2 separate regions of the Sus scrofa genome follow, and region 2 is linked to region 1. A link is a contact called in public Hi-C data. All regions are on one chromosome and are shown on one strand. The core of a region is the stretch at or near the end of the contact, and the rest is flanking DNA. Distances in the headings are between cores, read along the strand shown.

What was found. Hi-C and Micro-C count contacts between places; a contact is called where the count stands out from the background.
Region 2: a Hi-C map of liver shows a contact between it and region 1, with 10 times the contacts expected there. The contact joins two enhancer-like sites. A contact is called at or near these places in 2 of 47 Hi-C or Micro-C datasets (embryonic fibroblasts and liver).

Annotation. Positions count from the first base shown.
Region 1 is chr13:100,385,343-100,392,866 of Sscrofa11.1, reverse strand. No RefSeq gene overlaps it. Among named protein-coding and RNA genes, the nearest start is that of ARL14, 41 kb to the right of the region's middle. Within about 2 kb of position 1,641, at least 6 of the 83 cell types and tissues checked have an H3K27ac peak or open chromatin away from gene starts, as enhancers often do. A contact at or near this core is called in liver, where this site is marked.
Region 2 is chr13:100,522,416-100,529,370 of Sscrofa11.1, reverse strand. The region is part of intron 1 of PPM1L (protein phosphatase 1L); the gene reads right to left. Among named protein-coding and RNA genes, the nearest start is that of PPM1L, 83 kb to the right of the region's middle. Within about 2 kb of position 1,495, at least 3 of the 83 cell types and tissues checked have an H3K27ac peak or open chromatin away from gene starts, as enhancers often do. A contact at or near this core is called in liver, where this site is marked.

The sequences.
Region 1 (7,524 bases), core at 392-2,891:
TCCCTCCCTGCTCTCTAATAACTCAGCTAGTGCTGGTGTCAATACCAGGAAAGAGCATGGCATGGACAGCGTCCCCAAAGAACTGGTCTCTTGGGCCAGTATCAAAACTCAGACATGGCAGGGTCAGGATAAGGACCCACTTATTAGAACATGAATAAAAGGCAAGGACTTTCTTTCAGAGAACATGAAAGAAATTTATTATTAGAACTAGAGATACAAAATCAAGATGACTTGATGCAAAATAGTCAAGAGAAGTGCCTGGCTCTTGAACTTCCACCTGGCTAAAAACAGGATTTTTCTGCAGCACTTGGGAAAGCAGAAAGCCTATGACACTGCCAAGAGATGCTCACCTGACTAAATGGGTTTAAGGAATTCAAACCCAAGATCTCCTGACTCCAAGGCCTCCTGTAATGAGTTGAATCCTGTCCCGCATAAAGATATGTTCAAGTCCTAGCCCATGACACTGTGAATGTGGTCTTATTTGGGAATAGAGTCTTTGCAGACTTAACTAAGATATAAAGTAAAATGAGAGCCTTCTAGATTATGGAGGGCCCTAATGCAATCACTGGTATCCTAATGAGAAGAGACACAGAGATACACACACACCTGGAGGGAAAACAATCAAGTGAAGAAAGCCCAAAATTGGAATGATGCAACTAAAAGATGAGAACTCCATCAATGGTGGCAACCCCCAGGAGCTAGGAAGCATTCTAGGGGAATTCTAGGAAGCATTCTTCTCTAGAGCCTTCAGAGGAGGCATGTGCCTGCCAACCCCTTGATTTCAGTCTTCCAGTCTCCGGAGCTGTGAGAGAATAAATGTCTGTTTTTTAAGGTGAAACCTTGTGATCATTTGTTACACTAGTCCCAGGAAATGAATACACCTCCCTCCTGGGATGGTATAAGAAATCTCAGGAAATCTACCACTCACCTACTATTTTATTTTATGCAAGTTTCTACCCTTTTTGAAAACTCAATTTGATTCAGCCAAACATTTCTTAACTGCATAGTTAGTGCCTGACCCTGCACATTATATGCTTGCATGATTTTCATGAGGGTGAGAAAGACCAGACACACCAGCTCCTGACTCCATTGAACTTTCAGCCTAGAGAGGAAAAGGCTAGAGGTTAAAGAAGAAATTATAAGAAATAAAAAGGATGACTTCATCTCTTTTCAATGTCATGCTGGGTTATTATTTAATCAGGCCTGTCCAAGGGTTGTTTGATCCCTAGCATGTACCTTTGTTTTACTTTCCAATTTGCTATTTTGTTAGAGCCTCCAAATTATGAAGTTACATATTAATTTGTAGGTTTCTGTCAAGTAACAAAAATTATTCCAAAGGTTATCATTTTATTGCCTTTAGACAATAACAGCCTTTAAAAAGTTCCTTTCCTGGTATGTAACTCTTCTTCTTGAAATGCTCTTGGAAACCAACTTTGATATTTTACTAGTTCCCTCATTTATTATTGAGTTAAATGTATTTTTGGCATACATTCATTATATTTCTGTATGAAATTATGTTTTTAACTTGAAAATTGTACTTTGACATAGAACTATTTTAAAGCTTAAATGATAGAATACGGAAAAGATTAATAGGTTCCTGGGACATGGTATTGAATGAGTGTGAGCTCTCGGTTAGGAACTGAGAAAAGCCTGAACGGGAGAAGCACTCTCTTAGGGACTGTCTCCACTGTCAGGGACCAGTGTACACCAATGTAACTTTGTATGTGCTTCATTCTTTATTCTCTTTCTACCTCCTTATCTTATTCTTGTCTGTTACTAAGGCAGACACCTTAACTGAGAATTTTGTAAGTTGCTTTTGTTTTATTATCATTATTGTTTTATTGTTTTTTGTTTTCTTTTTCTTTTTAGGGCCACACCTATAGCATATGGAAGTTCCCAGGCTAGGGGCTGAATCAGAATCAGAGCCACAACTGCTGGCCTACACCATAGCCATAACACAGCAACAGCAACTTTGGATCTCAGCCACATCTGTGACCTGCACTGCTGCTTGTGGCAACGCTAGATTTAACCCATTGAGTGAGGCCAGGAATGGAACCTGAATCCTCACAGATATTAGCCAGGTTCATAACCCACTGAACCACAATGGGAACTCCTATAAATCCTTAAACTTTACTGAGAAGCTGAAACCTTTAAAGGTATTACCCTTTCCTTCTGCTTGGAGATTGCTCTTGGCCTCCTCTTTCCTGCCTCAGGAATTCACACATGACCCAGCAACCCACCCCCATGGCTTCTTATTGGTTTTTCATGGGGGCCCCTTAATTATAAAAAGTCTGCTTTTATTTAGCATTCTTTTTCTTAATCTCTTGCATGTAGTTTATTTATGCTACAGGGAAAAATTTATGCTAAATCCAGAATTGTTGACAAATTTGAAGACAAGTCTTGGCAGTCTTTGCTGCAGTGCAAAAGTAGTAAAATCCAAGCAAGTTTTCTGTAAGTAAAAAACAAAACGAAACAAAAAACATTCAGGGACAACAATATTCTTGGTTTCTGAGACACTCAGAAATTGTAAGTACTTTCAAAAAAACTAGGTAAGTTACCCTTAACCTCCCTGGGACATCTTTCCCTGAGCTTGTAAAGAACAATTACTCAGGGATTTCCCTGGTGGCCTGGTAGGTAAAGGATCCAATGTTGTCACTGCTATGGCACAGGTTTGATCCCTGGTCCAGGTACTTATGCATACCTCAGGATGGCCAAAAAACAAAACAAAACAAACAAACAAAAGACACCTAGTAACAGTTTTCTAAAAATGATGCTCTTTTTCAAAAGTTAATGACTTGAAATAGTGATGAATTCAGGCATCCACAGGCCAATATAAGAAGCACAAGGTAGGAGCGCCTGCTGTGGTGCAATGGATCAGTGGTAGCATCTTGGAGCTCTGGGACTTGGGTTCAATCCCCAGGCCCAGAGCTGTTGCCGAAACTGTGGCTAGGATCTGATCCCTGGTCCAGGAACTCCATATGGCGTAGGGCAGCCAAAATGGAAGAAAAAAGAAAAAAGAGAAGCATAAGATAAAGTTTTTGCACAGATTAAAGTGGCTGGAGAGAAGTCAGGGAAAGAAGCCAGCTACTGAGAACCTTTTTTTTTTTTTTTTAAACTTTGAGGACAAGAAACAGGGCCAGGTGTAGGGACAGAGGCTGGGGGAGTGATTTTAAGTGAATGAATTACATAGCCAGGTGCTATATGGGCAGGATAATTCATTTGTTTAACATTTGCACAGAAAACAAATTTTCTTTGTTTCAGAATTTAGTAACATGTTTTCCAAATGCTTTTTAAAGTAAAATTTAGTGCCATATCTAATAAAATCAGCGAAAAGTAGATATTTATTTTTTTCCTCTTCCTTACCATCAGTGTATTATTCTATCCTTGATATAGTGATTTTAAAAATAAACTTGATTCTATTCACAAGAACATGTGCGCCCGAGTCCCGGGTGCAAGAAAATTGGACCATGGTAATTGCTGCCACCTTGTGGGAGAGTGAAAGAAATTCAAGATACTGTTATCTCCCTATACTCTTCAGCACCCTCTGATTCAAACATCCACCCTTTTCTTCAACATTTACTCTATGCCAGGCCTTGGCTGATCTCTAGAAATAACAGACAAGTAAGACACAGCTGCGTCCTCAAGGTATGCAGTATGCAGAACGAAGTTGTCCTGACACAATATATTATTAAATATTGTCCCAGGAGAGAGTACCCTTCTTGGATGCGGGTAGTGGAGGAACCCAAGAGACCTTCCCAAAGAGCATAGTCCAGTGGTTTGTGGATAGCCAGGCTGACTCTATTCTATGATGCTTTGTGTTATGGAAGTAATTTCCTAGAATTTTTTTTTTCCCCAATCCTCTCATTCTTTCCCAGTAATAAGAAAAAAGAAGAGGCAGTTGTGGCTGTGGCACAATGGGATCAATGGCATCACTGGAATGCTGGGACACAGGTTGATCCCTGGCCACAGTGGGTTAAGTATCCCAGGCTGCCACAATTGCCCTGTAGGTCAGAACTGTGGCTCGGATCTGATCCCTGGCCAGGGAACTCCATATGCTGCAGGGCAGCCAAAAAAAAATAAAGGGGGGTGGGGGTGGGAGAGAGCCATTCCTTCCCTTTGACCTTACACACTTAAGGAAAAAAAAGAAAGAAAAGAAAGGAGAAGAGGAAAGATGAAATGCTGACCAGCCTCAGAACCTCAGAGAGTATATGGAATACCTTTCCTTTGCCTCTCCAGATACACCTTTCACCCACCTTCATCCCGTTTTGTCCCTGGAAGATTGACCAGTGCGGACTGACTGTATCCCCTCTCTCCCACACTGACTTTCAGTTCTGGTCAGAGAATACTGGTGGAGAGCAGGCATTGGCAAGAGATCTGCCAAAGGAAGGAGAATTCAATCATGGTATACATGTCAAGATTCTCTTCCATCCAGGCAGGAATTCAACGGTAAAGTCTCCCCATCTGTCCTTTCAGACCCTGAGATGGTACCAGGGTCCAGCTGTTGCTAGCTACAGAGTGCTGAACTAATCCTTGTGGTTTTCTTACACTCTGCCCACACCTTTATAAATAATCCCTTAAAATCATCCTAATTTGAGTGGGCTATTGGTTTCCTGCTTCCCTGGCTGATATACAGGACGTTAATTAATAAATGGTTGAGTATATAAATTCTATGTAAATGAATAACTGAATGCAATAATTGAATGAATAAAGGCATGAATGAATGAATGAGTGCTAGGATGAGTGTGTAAGAACTAAATGCAGACATGTAGAATATATTAATATTGCATGCAGGAATAAGTGTATAATAACTAAGCAAATGAATACCCACATGAAATATGAATGGAAGCATAAATGAAGAAGGAATTCATAAAAACATAGAGACCAGCTTAAATAAATTTGAATGCCTGATATCACCACCTCCCCATGTTCGCATCTATTTGAACACATGCAAAGAAAAGGAGTGAAGAACAAGGCTAAAACAGGGCTATTACACAGAAACATAGTTTAGAGAGAGGCACTCAGAGGTTAGGTTAGGAAAAAGGACTCAAGAAAAGAATAAGCTAAATTTTGAAAGGGTGGAGCGTAAAGGTAGAGGTTTCCTTAGAGGGGCAGAAAATAAAGATGGAATTGAGTGGAAGGATTAAGCTCCTTCACTCTAGAGGAAAATCAGCAGCAGTTCAGAGACTCAGAAGCAAGGAGGTGTGGGAAAGGAAGCTGGCCAGCAAGTATTGCCATGAGGATCAGTTAAGCTATGGTTGGGAGAAATGGAAGCATGTAAATGCCACATCTAGAGTCCAAAGAGGGATGATCAATGAAATATTTTTCTTGGGACTCATATTCATCCATTGAACCATTGTGTCATGTTGCAGAAATTACTTTCCAAAGGATCATGGCCACTGATCTAACGCATTTGTTCTGAAAATGAGACCTTTGGTTGAGAGCCAGTTCATGCTAAAACACGCAGAAGACAGAATTATCAATTTAAGTCACAAACCTCCAAATGGTAATTGAACCCATGTTTTCTAATTTCCTCTCCCCCAAGCTCAAATTCCAATTTAGTTATTAAAGGGAGGTAGTAGAACACATTCATACCTACAAATACGGTTCAGGGAGGATACAATTCTCATGCTAGAAACTTTAGATAAACTCTAGAAAATATAAAAAGCATCATTCAGAAAAAGAATCATGTTTGTTGCTCTATAAATCCAATTTCTAGGAATTTTCTTAAGAAAATAACCATACAGCTATAAGAAGATACAGCGCAAAGATGTTCACTGCAGTATTGTTTATACAAGTTAAAAAAAAAAAAACCAACAGTGTAAATGTCCATTATTAGAAGACTGTAAAGAAATAACTAATAATAGGTAATACATATCAAACATTGATCTAAGTATATATTAACTTGTCTAATACAGTAATTTTAAGAAGTAGTGTTATTATCCCCACTTTAGAAATGAGGAGATGGAGGCATAGAGAGTTCAATATGAAATTTAATTTCACAGAGCTAGGAATTGGTGGAACAAGCATTTGAACTCAGTCTGGTCCAATGTCTAGGTGCTTAAAACCATGTCATATTGCTTTTAAATAATCAAAATTCTTATGCATATTTATCCTCTTTGATAGGGAAAGATGCATACAGTATGTTGATCTAAAAATTAGTTTACAGAACAACACATACAGTTGGATCCCATGCATGAGAAATTTCAAACAAAAGCACAGAGAGATAGCTGGATGAATGGTCCCCCAAATGGTAATTTTTTACAATTAGTATGCATCGTTTTAACAAAAATGGTAAAGCTAATGTCACAAAATTGAGCAATACCTCACTTGGACATTCATCCACCTCATATGTAGGAACAACAATTGCCATGGATATTGTAGGTTAAGGCCCTTAATTATCACCCTGGCTTTGCTATAGAAACTACACTGGTTTGCCTCTGATGCTTAAGTGTTATCTTTTAGCCTCTACCTTTCTAGAATCCCAACATCTCCTCTGATATCAAGGAGTTCCATTTCATGGTAACAACTACATGGCTTGCAGAAAACTGTGATCACCAAACTTTCCAAGTAAATGCCGGTGGCTTCTAACCAGTGCATTTCTTAATATCTTTGTAAAGGGAATGTCTGGCCCTCCTGCAGAACACATGTTGTAAGTTCTTAGACCTTCCATAATAAATCCATTCTAATATTTCCGATGCCAAGAACCAACTCAACACCATGCCAAGGAAGTTCTGAAACTCCACTTCATTTACTATAAGCTTTCATTATGTCCGGGGTTCAATGAGCCATCACGAACAGGTCTTAAAACCAGTTCCAGTGTCTCTGGCAGACATTAAGTCCTGAGTCAGCAGAAAATACCTCCATGCCAATGAATTTCCTTTCTTTCTACTTAGTCCCACGGTAATAACACCTTTAAGATCCACTCACATAGCCTTTCCCTCATTCTTTTCTGATTATATTAGTAAGGTTCTGCAGTTCCTTTGGTGGCTAATTTATTTGTTCCTAGAACAGGGCTCATGTTTCACTCCTAAGGCTGGACTTAGAACTGACTCTGGTTATAAGCCTGAAGGAAATAAGGGATTGTAGGAGAACCAGCATTATCTTGTGAGGTGCAGGCTTCATGCAGGGTCACTGCCCACCTCTAGGCAAGAGAGAGAAAGGAAAGAGCTATTTCTGATGGGTAGTAAGGCTTGGGGAAATCTGAGATTTAAGGTTCTAGACTCATCTACCCTATCCCAGGTCTCAAGGTCCCTTTCTTTCCAAATATCAGGGCCCTGATTCTGATGTAGGAGACCTGGTAAATCTGCATACCTAGTCCTCCTGGAGCTCTGCCACTCTCATAACCAGATCTGAGCCTGATTTTCAGGAGAGTCTGCTGAGATGAGTTGACTTTAGAGCTGCTGTAGAATCCTTCTGTGGTTCAGGAGTCCCTTGATTGGGCTATGTAAGCATGACTAGTTCAGGCAAAAAACAGGCCAGCTACGGCCCCACTCTTCAGGGCTGTGGTTTAATATTCCCTGGTAT
Region 2 (6,955 bases), core at 246-2,745, 140 kb before region 1:
CCTTTGTATTTTCTTTTTCTTTTCTTTCCCCTTTCTTTTCTCTCCCCTGTCCTAGTCACTATTACTGTCTCTCGTGTGAGTTTTTTAAACCATGATATATTTGTTCAATTATCTGCAGACCTACAGCCTCTTCATCAAATTAGCTGATCTCTATTTATAGCTGATAATTCTGTACAGGGGAGCTCTTGAAAATTCCTGAGAGTGATAAAACCAAGTCACATTTTGCATAGCTCTTTTCGACCCAAGGATTGTTGCCATTATCCAATAAGTTTGTTTCAATGAGTGCTGTAAATACACATTTTCTTTTAAAGACAGTAGTTTTCAATAAGAAAAACTAGGCTGAGTAGTATCAAGAGATAACATTTCTACAGTTTCCTTCACTCCCTACTCCAAGATCCCATTATCTTAAAAAATGAATTCTAAGAGACAAAAAGACAGAATAAATCTAAATAGACTTTGAATAATGATTCTATCAGGGAGGGAATTCATCTCTACCTGGTAAGTATAATCACAGAAAATGTGCTGATGTATTTTTAGCAATTAATATGTAAAACTGCCAAAGAAACTCATCTATAATACTGGTTTCTCAAGTGTGACTTTTTTGGTATTAGTATTAACACATTTCCACAGTCATTAATTACACAAAACATTTATTTCATTTACTATATTCAATTTGCCAATTTCCTAATGGCCTCTAATGATATTAAAAAAGTATAATAAAGAAAAAAAATAAAACATAAAGCATCATCAAGCCAAGGTCTAACAAAGACCTCAAACCATATTTTGAGCCATGGATCAAAATCTACGTAAAAGCTCAAGCTGTAGTTCATCTTAATTCTTTCGACAATTAAGGTTAAAACACCTAAATGTATCCCTATGTCCACTTTAACACTCATCTCAGAGGCAGGACTAACACTTACCTACAGTGAGACCATGTGTGAAAACAATGGAACCCTGACAGTCAAGTTGAGGCTTGGGTCATGGGTAGCTGGGCTAACCAGGAGACCAACACTAAGCATCCTCTTGCAGCACAGGGTCCAGAGGTACCACAGGACTAGGCAGAAAGTGATCAGATCCAGGCAGATCAGCTAGGCAGTTAGGAGCCAGTGGGCTTCAAAAGTCTAAGCTGAAAGGCAAGCTCTCACCTAGAATATTTGAAAGTTGGTAAAAGCAACCAGAATGAGAAGTAATAATAAACCCTGCTCATATGGCAGAAGCCACCTGCACCTGCCCTGTTTCATAGCAGTTACTGGGTATGAGTGTTAAGGGTTGACAAATACCAAGCAGAGCCAAAAAGAAGCTAGGAGTCTGTGCATTTCTCTTCTAACCGATGACAGAATTACTCCGCAACACCAACGGCTCAAAAAGTGTCAAAACTAACACTGGCTCAAAAGTGTCTGACTGTTTTAACAGTCAAATATTCTTAACTTCTTCTCATCTCGTCACATTCTATTGACTCGATCAGCACTACCAGCCAAAATAACAAGGGAGTTAAACATTAGCCAAGAGTGCTACTCTAAGTGACTTTGAAAAAGTTACTTAACTTTTTTTTAACCCATTCCACTGTCTGGGAAACATGGAAAATACTTGTTTCATTGGGTTGGAGAAAGCAGCAATACAGGAAAGAACTCGGGACAGTCCAGGCATTTAGTAAGCAATCAAGCAAGCTGCTATTGCTACTTGCATTTTAAGTTAAACTATTTAAATGCCACTTTTGGACAGCTACATACAAAAGAATCAAACTGGACTACTTTTATACCACACATAAAAATAAACTCAAAATGCTTTAAAGACTTAAATGTAAGACCTGAAACCATGAAATTCCTAGAAGAAAACATAGGCAGTAAGCTCTTTAACATCAGTTTTAGCAATATATTTTTTAATACATCTCCTCATGCAAAGGAAACAAAAGCAAAAATGAACAAATGGAACTACATTTAGCTCAAAAGCTTTCACAAAGCAAACCCTCAACAAAATGAAAAGGCCCCCAATGAATGGGACAAGGTATTTGCAAATATTTTAATATGTAAAGTATGCAAGAACTCATGCAACTCAACATCAAAAAAAAAAAAAATGACCCGATTAAAAAATGGACAGAGGACCATAAATGACATATTTACAAAGACATACAGACAGCCAACAGGCACATGAAAAGATAAACATCATTAATCATCAGGAAAATGCAAACCAAAACCACAAGGTGATACCACTTCAAATCTGTCAAAATCGTTACTATCAATAAGATAACAAATAACAATTATTCGCCACAATGTAGAGAAAAGGAATCTGTTGTGCACTGTTGGTGTGACTGCAAACTGATGTAGCCACTGTGGGGAACAGTAGGCAGATTCCTCAAAAAATTAAAAATAGAACTATCATATGATCGAGCAATTCCACTTCTGGGTATTTTTCCAAAAACAAAAAACACTAATTCAAAAAGATATATGTACCTCTATGTTCATTGTAGCATTATTTACAATAACCAAGATATGGAAGTAAACTAACTTTCCAACCATACATGAATGGATAAAGGGGTGTGTGTATGTGTGTGTATGTGTATACACATACACAAAGGAATATTATTCAGCCATAAAAAAGAATGAAAGCTTGCCATCTGTAACAACATGGATGGACCTAATAGGTATTATGCCAAGTGAAATAAGTCGGAGAAAGACAAATATCATATGATTTCACTTATATGTGGGATCTAGAAAACAAAACAAATGCACAAAAAAAAAAAAAAAAAACAGGAACAGACTCACAGATAGGAACAAACTGGTGGTTGTCAGAGGGGAGGGAGTAGAGGGATGAGTGAAATAGGTGAGGAAGGTTAAGAGGTACAAACTTCCAGTTATAAAATAAATAAGCCATGAGAATGTAATGCACAGCATGGGGAATATAGTCACTAATATTGTAATAACTTCATAAAGTGACAGATGGTAACCAGACTTATCATAGTGATCATTTTCTAATGTACAAAAAGACCACTAAGTTGTCCACCTGAAACTAATACCGTATTGTAAGTCAATTATATTTCAATTTTTAAATGCCATTTTTATCGTTTAAAATAGCCCAATATTGGCAATTTCATATGGTTCAACCTAAAATTTATATCAATCATTATGATCAATGTATCAATACTAGTAATAGCAGCACTACCGACAAAGTGTTTTTTTTGTTTTGTTTTGCTTTTTTTTACTTCTTAAGGTCCTACTTTAGGTTCCTAGATGCTCTCTGGAAATGTTGACAAAAACTACTCCATTGCAAGTGCCTCTCTTTGATCCATCTTCCCATAAAGGTCTGTCAAGAATAAGGAAAGCCATGGAGTTCCCGTTGTGGCTCAGTGGAAACGAATCTGACTAGAATCCATGAGGATGCAGGTTCAATCCTGGCCTCACTCAGTGGGTTAAGGATCCAGCATTGCTGTGGGCTGTGGTGTAGGTTGCAGACAAGGCTCGGATCTGGTGCTGCTATGGCTATGGTGTAGGCCAGCGGCTACAGCCCGGATTCAATCCCTAGCCTGGGAACCGCCATATGCCACAGGTGTGGCCCTAAAAAAAGAGAGAATAAGAAAAGCCAGCCTACATCCTACATCAGGCCTACATCCTACAAAATGTTATAAAAGGCTAAAGTGACCACAAGGTTTTTTTGCTATGTAGTTGTTTTTTTTTTTTTTTTAACCATGTAAGGACACTGTCCTAGGTCTTGGAGCATAGAAATTAAATTAAGAAAAGTTAAAAAAAAAAAAAAGGCAGTTTAGAGACCACCCCAAAAGGGAGAATTCCAAAAATAAGACTGGGTTCAAAGAAAATAAAATGAGGCCTAAAGCAAAGAGGAGGTGTCAAAATATGATACTAAAAATATGTATTTATACTTTTTATATATGTTTGTATATTGTACATGCAGTATAAATGCATGTTATTTCGCTGAGACTTTCAGTAACAGAGCTTTCATTTGTAGCCGTCATCCTAGTGACGGAGGTGCAAGGATCCATCCACATCCTCATGTTTGGGGCCCCTTGTGCCCAAAGGCTCACTTTGTCAGGAGGTTAGCTAGGATTAAGAGGGCAGCCTTTGGCCACAGAATGAGCAGGCTAATGAACACCTAAAGGAGTCCAGCCCGTGACCCTTCCTTCATAAGGGAACTCCCTGGCCTAATCACACACTAACAGTGCTAAAACATGTGTTCAAAATACCATCAACTTTGTGATTTAGTACTCTAACAGGCACTCATAAATAACCCTTTTTGAAATTCAATGAGGACTTTATGTCTGGATATGAACTGCATAATAAAAATGAAAGCTCTCCCAGTCTCTGAATATTATGTGCACCATGATTCAAATAAGCCAACTTTAGAGTAAACTTTACAGCAAACTTGGTCATCTACGTTGAAAAACATTGTCATCCAGGACTCCAGTGTTAAGACGGTCTGGATGTAAATCCCAGGCTTGGGGGCTATAGGAACTCAAATGTTTCAAGCTCTTTGTGCCCCTTTCATCATCTGTACATGGGGGGCACAATTATGGCTACCTCATACGGCTCTTTGGAAAATTAAATGAGCTAATACATAGAAAAGTACTTATATCTGGCACCTAGGAAATGTTGACGAACTGGTACCAGTTTGTTAATATTATTGTCATGCTAATTACTGCTGGTCATATCTATACTAATAATGATGTTATAAACAGAATATAAGTGATGAACATTATAAAAAGAAATCATTATATATTAAGATAAAAAGTATGATCATTTATGCATTTTCACAACAAACTAGGAGCCTTGACATTACTTTATACTAATATCTCACACATTAGCTATTGTTGAAAACTCCCTCACTCCAGCCATCTGTAATCAAGAAGGACACTAAGAAAGATCAAGGGAGTAAACAACTAGATAAAGAACAGAAAAATCACATTAACTGGTTTCCTGTAAATTAGAATTCCCTTCAATTTTGTCTCATCAAAAGCTATACTGGCAACCATCCACACGTCCAGAGCCTGTACAAATTATGCAAAATAATTTACGAAAATCAGGCTAATTTTTTTTCTCTTGTGATAACAAGAGACTGCTCCATCTTATTGTTATGAACAGTGAGTTTATAAAATTTTCTTTGTCTTCTAAGATTCACTTTTCATATTCCTTTGGTCTCACAGGTTTTTTTGTATGCCCCCCCCCTCAGATCTCATGTTATTTTCCTTAAACATAGTCTTTTTCTGAAAATTCTTTCTTGCAGATATTCTAAAACTGTCCTTAATTTGGTATTCAGGTAATCTTATGTACCAAGCCTTGGGACAGTGCCTAAAACATAATAGACATTTCAGCTAATTGTTAAATAATTGGAGCAAAGTATCTATAGTCAGATCAGTCATCTGCAATATTCTATATCTGTATGCATGAGTTTTCATTACTACTAATACATTTTTACCATTGTGGGATTACGTAAATTATCACTTGCAATAGGATAATTTCTACTTGACAACATTTCAAATTGAAATATGTCTTACAAGCTACATTGTTCATGGATAATTACTATAATAATGTTCAATAAAGTTAGAAAAGAAGTTTATTTATAGAGAATAAATAGGCAATTTTTTTAAAAAGACAAAGACTTTTAAAGAATCTAAAGATGATGGCATTAAATACAAAATGCACAAATCAAAATTTTTGGATATAGAAGCACTATTATACATAAACATGTGTGTATTATTTTTTTCCTAATATATATAAAATATCCCTAGGAACTTTTCCCTTTGAGGACTATATTCATGGCAGATGTCCTGTTAGGGATAGCAATAACTAAAGAAGTAAAATGAGAAAAAAATAAACATTTTGGTTTATTCAAATGACAGAGCACTTGAGTCCTTTCTTTAGAACTAGAATCCTGAAACGATTTCATATTTTCATTAAAAGAACACTAATTTCTTGGAATAGAACATGATGAAAGATAATGAGAAAAAGAATGTATGCGTGTGTGTGTGTATGTGACTGAGTTACATTGCTGTATAGCAGAAATTGGCACAACATCGTAAATCAACCATACTTCAATTAAAAAAAAATTTAAGGCAAAAAAAAGAACACTAATTTCTTCATACAAAGAATCTCATTTAAAAGACGCCAGCTTTTAGAAAGAGAAGCTAAGGAGTTCCCATTGTGGCGCAGTGGTTAACGAATCCGACTAGGAACCATGAGGTTGCGGGTTCGATCCCTGCCCTTGCTCAGTGGGTTAAGGATCCAGCGTTGCCGTGAGCTATGGTGTAGGTCGCAGACGCAGCTCGGATCCCGTGTTGCTGTGGCATAGCCCAGCGGCTACAGCTCTGATTGGACCCTTAGCCTGGGACCCTCCATATGTCGAGGGAGCAGCCCTAGAAAAGGCAAAAAGGCCAAAAAAAAAAAAAGAAGAAGAAAGAGAAGCTAAAAGATTTCAAAAGAACGGCAAGAATATTGGGTGATTTCTCCTTAATCTTAAATAGTTTATAATTAACACTATAATCAAAGAGTACAAAAAATAAGCACATACATAGAGTTATAAATATTTTTCAAGTTATATATATATATTTTAAAAGCCTAGAGACTGTGTGGTATAATGGGATGGATACAGCCTTTGGAGCCAGAAGACCCCAGTTCTAATTCTAGCTTAGCCTCTTTACTCCTAAAGCTATCAAGGGAGTTAAATACAACTGCCTACATAATATATCTAGTGCAGTACCTTACACACAGTAAGGGCTCCATAAATAATAATACCAATACTATTAAAAGAAGGCACACTAAACACTTATTTCACTTTGTACCCTCCCACAATTCTTCTAGAATGTAATGGGATTAAAAATGAAGAAACTCACAAATATAATGAAAAGAGGAGAAAAGACAATAACAATAAAACTATGGAAGATGGAAAACTTATGCATGAGTCATAACTAACCTAGCAGAGCCAATAAGACCAAATCCTAAGTCCTTTT